2 separate regions of the Capra hircus genome follow, and region 2 is linked to region 1. The links are chromatin contacts, called in public Hi-C maps. All regions are on one chromosome and are shown on one strand. The core of a region is the stretch at or near the end of the contact, and the rest is flanking DNA. Distances in the headings are between cores, read along the strand shown. Region 1 overlaps RERE (arginine-glutamic acid dipeptide repeats protein). Region 2 overlaps RERE (arginine-glutamic acid dipeptide repeats protein).

Evidence for each region. A called contact is a pair of places that touch in the nucleus more often than the background predicts.
Region 2: a Hi-C map of blood shows a contact between it and region 1, with 7 times the contacts expected there. The contact joins two enhancer-like sites. A contact is called at or near these places in 3 of 5 Hi-C or Micro-C datasets (blood and liver).

What each region holds. Positions count from the first base shown.
Region 1 is chr16:43,252,896-43,257,682 of ARS1.2, reverse strand. All of the region lies in intron 1 of RERE (arginine-glutamic acid dipeptide repeats protein), which reads right to left. Among named protein-coding and RNA genes, the nearest start is that of RERE, 84 kb to the right of the region's middle. Within about 2 kb of position 2,437, at least 3 of the 5 cell types and tissues checked have an H3K27ac peak or open chromatin away from gene starts, as enhancers often do.
Region 2 is chr16:43,407,398-43,412,717 of ARS1.2, reverse strand. It overlaps RERE (arginine-glutamic acid dipeptide repeats protein), which reads right to left. Exons shown (of 23, transcript XM_018060396.1): 5 at 20-125. Among named protein-coding and RNA genes, the nearest start is that of TRNAE-CUC, 40 kb to the left of the region's middle. Within about 2 kb of position 3,452, at least 2 of the 5 cell types and tissues checked have an H3K27ac peak or open chromatin away from gene starts, as enhancers often do.

The DNA of each region.
Region 1 (4,787 bases), core at 1,188-3,687:
TGGTCCCATTTCCAAATAAGAGAACATTTGGGGCAGGTTACTTAAATATTCAGTCTTGGCTGCCTCATCATATGTATATATGATTTGCAACATGAGATTAAAAATATACTATATTTATTGTCAAAATTAAATAGGATTCCTATTCAAGAAAACAAAACTTGCCCCCATGACTGGAACGTAGTAAATGATAAATTAAAAATTAGCTGACATCACAATGATGCCAATGATGGTATTTATGAATAATGTTACACCTATGACTCACATATTTTCTGAATGGCAACTGTTAAGTCCAGCAGTATTTTATGTCCTTGGGGGACGTTAGTGAAGATAATTATATATACATACATAGGTGGCTCAGATGGTAAAGAATCCATCTGCAATGCAGGAGATCCAGGTTCAAGCATTGGGTCAGGAAGATCCCCTGGAGAAGGAAATGGCAACCCACTCCAGTATTCTTGCCCAGAGAATTCTATGGACAGAGGAGCCTGGAGGGCTACAGTCCATGGGGTCACAAACAGACAAGACTGAGCAACTAACACACAATGAGCTATGGGGTTAGGACTTGAACATGCTAATCTGGAATGGATGCAGTTCAACCTTTAACACTGGCCTTATACCTCTACCATTGCTCACCTGGCCCTGCATCTAACTTCCTCTCAACTAAGAAAGCTATCTTTCCATAAGTCAATCCTGATAATGTCCTTTTCCTGCTTAATCTTCACATTAGCTGTTTTTCATTCAAACTGTAAATAATGATGATGGCAATAATACAAGTATTTACTGAGTGCTAACCATGTGCCCAAGATTATTCTAAGTACGTTACATACATGACACTATTCCTAAACGATGAGTACTATCATTCTCTCCATTTTATAAATGAACAAACACAGCAAGAAAGGTATTAAATGACATCTGTTCAAGAAAGCCATGAAGTTGGTACATTTCAGAACCAGGATTAAACTTAGGCTCTGCACACCAAAATAAAAAGCTATCTAACAGGGAAATTCAATTTATTATCAGTCAATATAGGTTTCCCCTTTGATCTTTAGCTACCTCTCACAAACTATCCACAGTCCAATCCAATAAGAACTTTCACAAGAGGAAAAGGATGCTTAGAATGGATTGCTGATTCACACTAAGGCAGCCATCAAATTCTGAACACCCCACAAACATCAAATCAGCCAACTATTACCAAACTGAAGGAGGTCGAGGAGGAAGTAAGGGTGAGCAGGCACAAAAGGCTAAAACTGCAGGAGAATCCAGAGGAAGAAAATCTAAACACTCATACAGAATATACCCTCTAGTGAGAAATACGGATTAATAAACAAAGTGTGTTTCAGTGTCTGAAAGGGCTTTTACTAAGAGATGAGTAATTATATTGAATGGCTATGGTCCAACATAATAAATACAAATATAGGGGTTTTTTCCTCTTAACAGAGCATAGGGACAACCCCAGAAGTCATTCAAGAGAATTTTAAAAAGGAAGAATATAAACTCTGAAACAAAGAATATTTTTAGGTGCTAACCATTTTTTTTCCCTTGAATCTGTTATAAAATACTATCTGACAAGGTCTTTAAAGGGTTCACTGTTGATTAAACCATTTTCATGGCCTAATGAGTTTGAGCCCTATTAATTCAGGCTGTGCTGTGTACATTGATTTTTGTCATAGCAAGGATCAACAGCAGTAACAGATCTTCAAATTAACCAACTGCTCACAGTGTTAAGTGGGAAAAATGTCTGCTGTGAAATATGTAGTGTCCAAGCACTATGCAGTGCCAACAAAAGCCAACAAACAGGCTGTATTTTTAAGTTTAAGCAGAAGGAAAGCAATGCCTACCTGTAGAGACAACAGTTTGGTTTTTATTTCAGATTTAAAAACCGAAAACTCTAATGCTAAGAAAGGATAAAAATTAGAGACAACCTACTTTTGAGCTCTGAATCACCATCACTAGATTGCACAAATCAGGCAGGGACAGAACACAGTAAGATCGAAACCACAAGCTAAAACAGCCTGGAAGGCAGTTCTTTCCCTTAAATGAAACCTTCATATCAAACAAATCTATACAGTTCCTGTGTATGCTAGTCTTTTGACAATGTTTAAGTGAAGTTTTATTCCACAGCTCGTCACAATTTTCCACATTTAATATGTGAAGGAGAAAACCACCTTTAATCTTCTATTATAACTAAACCCAAATGCTGAAGTTACCACTAAGAATTACACCATTTATATCTCCTCTCATATTAAGAAATGTATTTATTTTTTATGTATTTATTTTTGGCTGTGCTGGGTCTTTGTTGTGTGGGCTTTACTCTAATTGCAGTGCATGGGCTTCTCCTGTTTAGAGCATAGGCTCTAGAGCACAAGGGCTTCAGCAGTTGCAGCCCCCAGGCTCCAGAGCACAGGCTGAACAGTTGTGGCGCACAGGGCTTAGCTGCTCTGTGGCATGTGAGGTATTCCTGGACCAGGAATCAAATTCATGCCCTCTGCGCTGGCAGATGGATTCTTTACCACTGAGCCACCAGGAAGTCCCATTTATTTTATTTTTGATGGTAACAAAAGCAACCCTGGATATCTGCATGAAATTAAGCAACCAGTTCTGTGTGCCTCCTTCTTTGGGTTCTTCTTTGCTTCTCAGGGAGTCAGCAAAACATGGGTCAAGGGTCAAACAGCCTACCGTCTGCTTTTGTACAGCCCATAAATGAAAGAAAGGTTTCCATAATAATAAACAGTGGGGGGGGACCCCAAATAAAAAAAAGAACATTCCATAGCACATGAAAATTGTGTAAAATCCGATTTCAGTGTCCATAAGTAAAGGTTTACTGGAAACAGTCACATCCGTTCACTTGCATACTGTCTGAATGCTTTTGTGCTACGAAGGCAAGGCTGAATAGCTGCAACTCGACTACATGGCCCACAAAGCACAAGATATTTATCATCTGGCCCTCTTCAGAAAAAGCTTGCCCACCCCTGTTCTAGCTCCTGCCAGAGATTCACGGAACATGTTACTATAGAAAAGTGGACAGTAACATGGTCAAAAGGTGTGTGATTATTGAAAGGACACTTGGATGGGCAGATCCGGACCTGGAAAATAAATTCTTGCTGGCACTGACCAGCTGATATCTCCATTTCATGAAATATCCCAGATCTGAGGTTGCCATATAACCATAACATGTGATTCTCTTAAGTAATAACCAAAGGTGTGTATCCATGTAAAACAAGACAATTCAAGACATTTTACAATCAGACTTGAGAAATCTTTTCTCCTGAGCGAAAGGAGCTACTGCCATCAAAAAGAACAAATACAAAATCAACAAAATGGAGAAGTGATATGGAGAAATGGGTAAACTCAAGAAACCAAAACAATGGATTGAATGAAGTCAGGGGAAAACAATAAATAAAATTTATTCCAAAGGCTGGGGTGAGTTATTCTGCACAGGAAAGTTTTCAAAAGTGTGAGTAATAAATTGAGTGCATATATTGAATAGAATATATATGTTGAATGGAATAAACTTAAAATGTATTTTATAAGGAAAATTTCTCATATATATTTCAAAATAGGAGACTTTGACAAATTACATTAAAAAAATAATAAACTGAGTAATACTATCTACACCAAAGTAATAGTCTGTTAACTTGCTAGAATAAAACCAAAAAAATTAATGTCTGTTAATTTCAAATTTTGAGAATTAAGCAGATGTGTCTTGAATCCTTTGTAAAATCAAGGATTTAGTTGCTTTCTCTACATATTAAAGCTTCTATTTCTAGATACAGTGTAAACAAATATTCAACCTCAAACCTTCTCCCCCAAGGAACATTCTTTGTAACTTCATATAATTTTTTTAAAAAAGCTCTTTGGTTTACCTATATACCATAGAAATTCTTAGAAAATTTTTAAATACCAATTTCAGGTAAAAGCTTTGATGTGTTATATATTTTATATACATGAAGAGTATATTATTCTCCATGATTAATATGGAAGAAAGATGCATTCAGGTGACAATACAGGTGAAGCTACTACCCAGTACCAGTAATCAAATCTAATACACAGTACTCACGCCTATTTTCCTATTTTCCAAATGTGTTTCAGTTTCAACATTACTGAAAATGTGGGGGACACTGTCATTTAAATAATTTTTGATCTGTTTCTTTAAGAACTAGGTAAAAATAAAGGTTCTTCCAAAACTGAAGTAAAGAGCAATGGGGAGATAAATAACTAGACAAAAAGAAAATACTCTGGCATATTAACACATACATATGGAACCTAGAAAAATGGTACTGATGAGCTTATTTGCAGGGTAGCAACACAAAAATAGAAAACAGATTGGTAAACACAGTGGGGAGAAGGAGAGAGTAGGATGAACTGAGAGAGTAGTACTGAAACATAAACATCACCATATGTATTAATATAATAGATGGCCGGTGGGTATTTGCTGAATGACGCAGGGAGCTCAAATGAATGCCCCATAATAACCTGAGGGGTGGGATGGGGTCGGAAGGAGGTTCAAGAGGGAGGGCACATATGTATACCCAGAGCTGATTCATGTTGATGTATGGCAGAGACCAACACAACATTATTAAGCAATTATCTTCCAATTAAAAATAAATTAGTTGTGGGGAGGGAGGTGGGAGGGGGGTTCATGTTTGGGAACGCATGTAAGAATTAAAGATTTTAAAATTTAAAAAAAAAATAAAATAAAATAAATTAGTTTTTTTTAAAAAGACGATACTTCAGTTAGTATCTATAAACCAATCTGAAAAAATACTAGAAAAAGAATCCCCATAATG
Region 2 (5,320 bases), core at 2,203-4,702, 150 kb before region 1:
ACCAGAAGGAGATATTTACCATTTTCATTATGTCGATCCTGAACCAAATGCTGGTACACAGAATCTGGGACTTCAGACTGACGGTAGTACCATTTGACGTTCATGAGTAGATGGTCCCTCTTACTCTGAAAAGGAAAATCTAACAGCATTAGGAACAGGACTGCAGGCGCCCACAGGCGCATACCATACCCATGATCAAAAGCCCCTGGGAACAGGCGGACAGGCAGAGGAGGGGACACATAATTACTACCAGCACCACAAAAATATGGACAAGTTAATCATGAGGTCAATTTTTACATTTTGAAAAATCCCAGCCAAAATACTCTTATGACTCTATCCCTCAAAGTAACTTATTTCAGGAAACAAAGGAAACCAAACCTGAATCTATACATTGCCCCAGTTTAATTAACTAATTCATTCAGTGTTATACTTTTTTAAATTTAACATTAACGATGTATGCAGTACTACATGAATACATAATTTTTCTACCTTAAGATTTAATTGTTAAAAAAAAAAGATTTAATTGTTTTGCAAATATTTATAAACTGTTTTCAGCACACTGTCAAAGCCATTAAGGGCAATAAATCAGAAAGAATTTACCAAGCAAGACCTAACAGATCTCTTCAAGGACTGCCAATCACCCAGACTGAATTATATCCTCCCTCCCTTTTTCTGTCATTTATTGCTCTATTGCAATGAACACAGCAAATCACTGGTGAGGAAGATACTATGAGTTCGTGGAGGGGAGATCATCTTGGGATGTCCTGAGAATAGAACACCTTAACACAAATATTTATGAATAAGGAAGAGTCTGATGGTTATCAGGGTCCTATAGATGTGTGTGGCATACTTAACCATATTATCCCTGAAAGTTAGCTTGTTTCTAGTTCATTCAAAGAGTAAAGGACCAAATACTGTCTCTTTCCATTTGAAGGCTGTGGAGAGCTTGAGGGGACCACCTCCGTGCTCCTGGCCGAGAAGCATCTCAGCATGGCAGTAAACTACGGCTTTCAGGGCCTCAGAAACACTTCTCCAACTGAGCTGAGGACAGTAATAGACCTCCCCAAGATGAGGGCAACACCAGTCCTCTCAGCAGCCTCTACCTTCTCATCCCAAGTTCACGGTCAGAAATGAATGAGAGCTAAAAAATTGAGAAATGCTTCATGTTTATAAAAGAGATGGCCAAAGCCTAAAGTAGGTTAGAGGAGCTTTCTCTAATGAAGTCAGATCCTTCAGGTTTAATAAATGAGAAGATATGAAGTCTTCACTAAAAGGCCAGGATGGCTCTTAACTATTTTTGCTAAAATACCTTAGCCATTTGAAGAACCAGAATGAAAAACGAAAACAACTGCCAGAAGTCTTGACTGAACTCAAATGTGAAGAACTGTTTCAAAGTAAATACCATACACACTAAGATTCTTACTTTCACAATTAACTGTGTCAAATACAGGGCATCATGACTAGTTTGAGTAGAACCGATTGCATACAAAGAATAATCCTACATAACGGGTACTTTTTAGTTTTTATCCATTTTGCACTTTTATATTCTATACTATTTATACTGCAGGTAGGAAAAGGAGGACAAATCAGTAGCCTGCATGAAAAGAATACATGTTACATATAGTATAGAAGTTTATATATAGACAGGAGTTTACAGACAGAAGCAATTACTTCCAGCAAGGGATTATGGAGGAAGCAACATCTGACCTGGGGGAAAATGGGAAACACTTCAGTGAATTTTTTTCTAGGCAAAGGAGAAGATCTAAGAAAGACACAAAGATAGAGAAAGCACAAGACACACACAAGATACATGCACGTGGTCCACCTGCCTGCAGCTCAGGAAAGCATTCTGTGGGACGCTGAGGAACCTGAATCTCACAGGAGCTTGGCCTTCAGCAGCTGCTAACAAATGGGGCCTTCTATCTGCACTGCTGACCAAGGCACAGTCAGTGAGATCAAAAACACTGGCCATGGGAGAGCAGTGGGACACGGCTGTGGCTTCTTCCCAAGGCAGGGCGATGAAGAGCAAGACCAAGACGAGAGCAGGCACCAGGGACAGAAGGAGACACGCCAGGGCAGGAGGGCTGAGCCTGGGCGGCAGTTCTCAGGGATAAACCCACTTAAGTAAACACACTGTTCCCTACAGGGTCTCTTGAGCTAGAACCATGGACACTGGACCCAGATGAGCCTGTTGCACAGCCTGCCCAGCACCCTGTTAGATGTGAGGCAGCATCCCTGGGCCTTCAGCCACTGCCAGCGGCACCCCTCCCTCCTCACTGTGACAACCACAATGTCTTCAAACACTGCCAAACTTCCCCTTCCCGTACAAAATACTCCCAGTTGAAAACCAATGGTCTAATGGTTTCCTTTTCAAGGAAAGCTAAAGCACAATGGTAAGACTAAACCCTGGTTCAAGCACTGCTGTGCTGGGAACATGGACTACAGGGAGGTGAAGGAATGTCTGTCAGGGTTCAAATCCCCACTCCATCACTTCCCTGTCACATGACTCTGAGCACATTACTAAGATTCTCTTCATCTACCCTTCTGTAAAACAGGATTATGGAAAACTACCTAAAAGGACACATACAAACACTGTAGCTGAACAGGTACCCAAAGAGCACTGTTTCCTCTGATAGTAAGTGACTCCAACTAATGCTTCACAGAAAACGTCAAGAACTTCACTAAGAATTGTCAGTGATGTCTTCTCTAGAATATGGATTCTTCCAGGAGATGACAGTGATGTCTATCTACCCACTCAGCTACTAACAGATGCTTCAACACTTACAGGAATGAATTACCTGATAGAGCACAAAGGAATTCAGATCAACCAGCGATTCTAGCAACACTATTCTAAAATTTATACTTTTATGTATTTCTGCAACACATCTAAGACGTATGAATACCAAAACCTGAAAAGATACCACAAAAAAAGAAAGTTACAGGCCAATATCTCTGACGAATATAGACACAAAAATTCTCAACAAAATATTAGCCAACCAAATCCAACAACACATAAGAAAGATCATACACCATGACCAAGTGTGATTCATCCCAGGTTCACAAGGATGGTTCAACAAACACAAATCAATCAATGTGACACAACCACATCAACAAAAGACAAAAACCACATGATCATCTCAAAAAATGCAGAAAAAACATGAGGTATTTGAAAATGTAAAGGTAACGGAGATAACTTTTTAAAAGTATTAACAATGGGCAATTAGACAATGCCTCTTTTTCAGAACCAAGCCAGTGATTCTGATGCTCTGAGGTATAATATGTGTTATCTTCTGAGCCAGACACACTTAATGACTCCACCCACACAGAATTACCACTCTGGTCTGTTTGCACTTGGATTTACTACTCCTATTATCAGCCTTTACAAAGGGAGCTGAAAGCCTACTAGATTTCCCAGTGCAATACTACCTGACAACCAGGGAGTGGCGGCATTGTGCTACCAAAGCCTCCAGACTCTGGATTCCACAGATGGACCGCAACAAAGGGAGGCAGGCTCAGCGTAAGACAGAAGTTCCCAATGGATGTAAATAGCTGTAATGGACACAATCTTCCTAAATAGGCTGGGAATCTGGTTGAAGATGAGACGTCTATAAAGGGAGGCACTGTGCTGCTTCAGAGACTCTAGACTAAAATCAGGTAACCTAGGATTTTGGTGCTGTCCACAGTCACTAGTCAGCTGGGGGTGACCTTGGTGAAGTCATCTGCCATCTGACAAGTGAGGGACAGAACAGGATGATTCCATGGTCTGGTTCCCCTATTCGCTTATGTGTAGACGACTTCTTCTACAGATGAAACCAAGTGGATAAAGTGGGACGAGGAAAGCACCCTCGTGCTTCCTCTGTATCACACAGTGGTGTTACCTAACACTACCATCCTCAGGAATCTTAGGAATTAAAACATCCTTTCCCACAGAAGCTGATGATGTGCACTGAGGAAGAGCAGAAGGGAGTAGAGAGCACAGGACTGGCTCCCTCAGCCGCCTCAGATCCATGGGTACTGCTCAACCAGAAATCTCCATCTTCTTTACCCTTTTCACTAGACTAAGACCTGCTCAAAATCACAATTAAAGGCAGGCATGAACTTGGAGATCATCTGATTCAACACAAACCACCTGGGTTTGACTCATGGCTTTGCAACTTACTGCGCTATGTGACTTAAGGCCAATTACTTCTCCAAAGCTCAGTTCTCTCACACATAAAATGAGGGAAAATAATAGTTTATAACTCATTAGGTTGTGAGAATTAAATAAATGAATATAAGTAGAGTGGATTGGCTGTCAATAAATGCTAGATATTACTATCACTGTTTTACAGATGAAGAGAGAAGTTAAATTAAGAGGCTGGTTATAAATTTTGCTTTTCACAGATCCAAAATTATGCTCCTAACAGCAATACAATAACACACCAAGTAGCAAATTAGGGGTAAAGTTCTTCACTTTTGCAACAATTCAAGAAGCATATCAAGTATTTCTAACAAATATGCCTCATCATTGACTCTGGAAGTCTGCATAACGGTCAAAGTGCTTATGAATGAGACATTTTAACACAATGCTGAATGAAGAAGGAAGCGGTGAAAAGCCCCCCAACTGAAGGTGTCCTGGGATATACTTCTGAACACAGAGAAGAAGCCACTGGGAAGGAAGTATTTCCACCAATTTTTCTTTAAGGAGAAAGAAATGTATTGACTGCTTCCAGGTGGTAGGAGGCACCAGCATGAAAACCACAAAACAGCAGCACATTCAATCTGCTTACAGTGAAGTCTCAGTGGCTCTGAGCAGGAAAGGAGACAGGCCGATTCTGGGTTGAATTATGGATCTGTCCACATACCTGGCCCGGATTTCTTGAAATGAGGGGTGCATGTAAATTTAAGGAGATAAAGAGTTTAACAAAAGACAAAACTCATCACCATGTGGGTTTAGAAAAGACAGCTCGACTGGAAGGTGTTTGAAGGAAACGGCAACCCACTCCAGTACTCTTGCCTGGAAAATCCCATGGACAGAGGAGCCTGGTAGGCTACAGTCCATGAGGTCGCAAAGAGTCAGACACGACTGAGCATCTTCTCTCTGTATAGGGAGGATTTCCAGATCTCTGCATGTCAGGCAATAGGTTTAGAATTAATGAATGTAAAAGTCAGAACTGAAATTAAACATTCCGAGTAAGATTACTGACAAACACTGGAGAAAAAGGCAGACACCAGACCAGAAGGCAAACAGGAAGTTCTGCTGAAGTGACACTGGTTCATTCTATTAACAGCACACAAGTAGCCCATCCTAAATGTAAATATATGTGATTCAAGGTCAAGA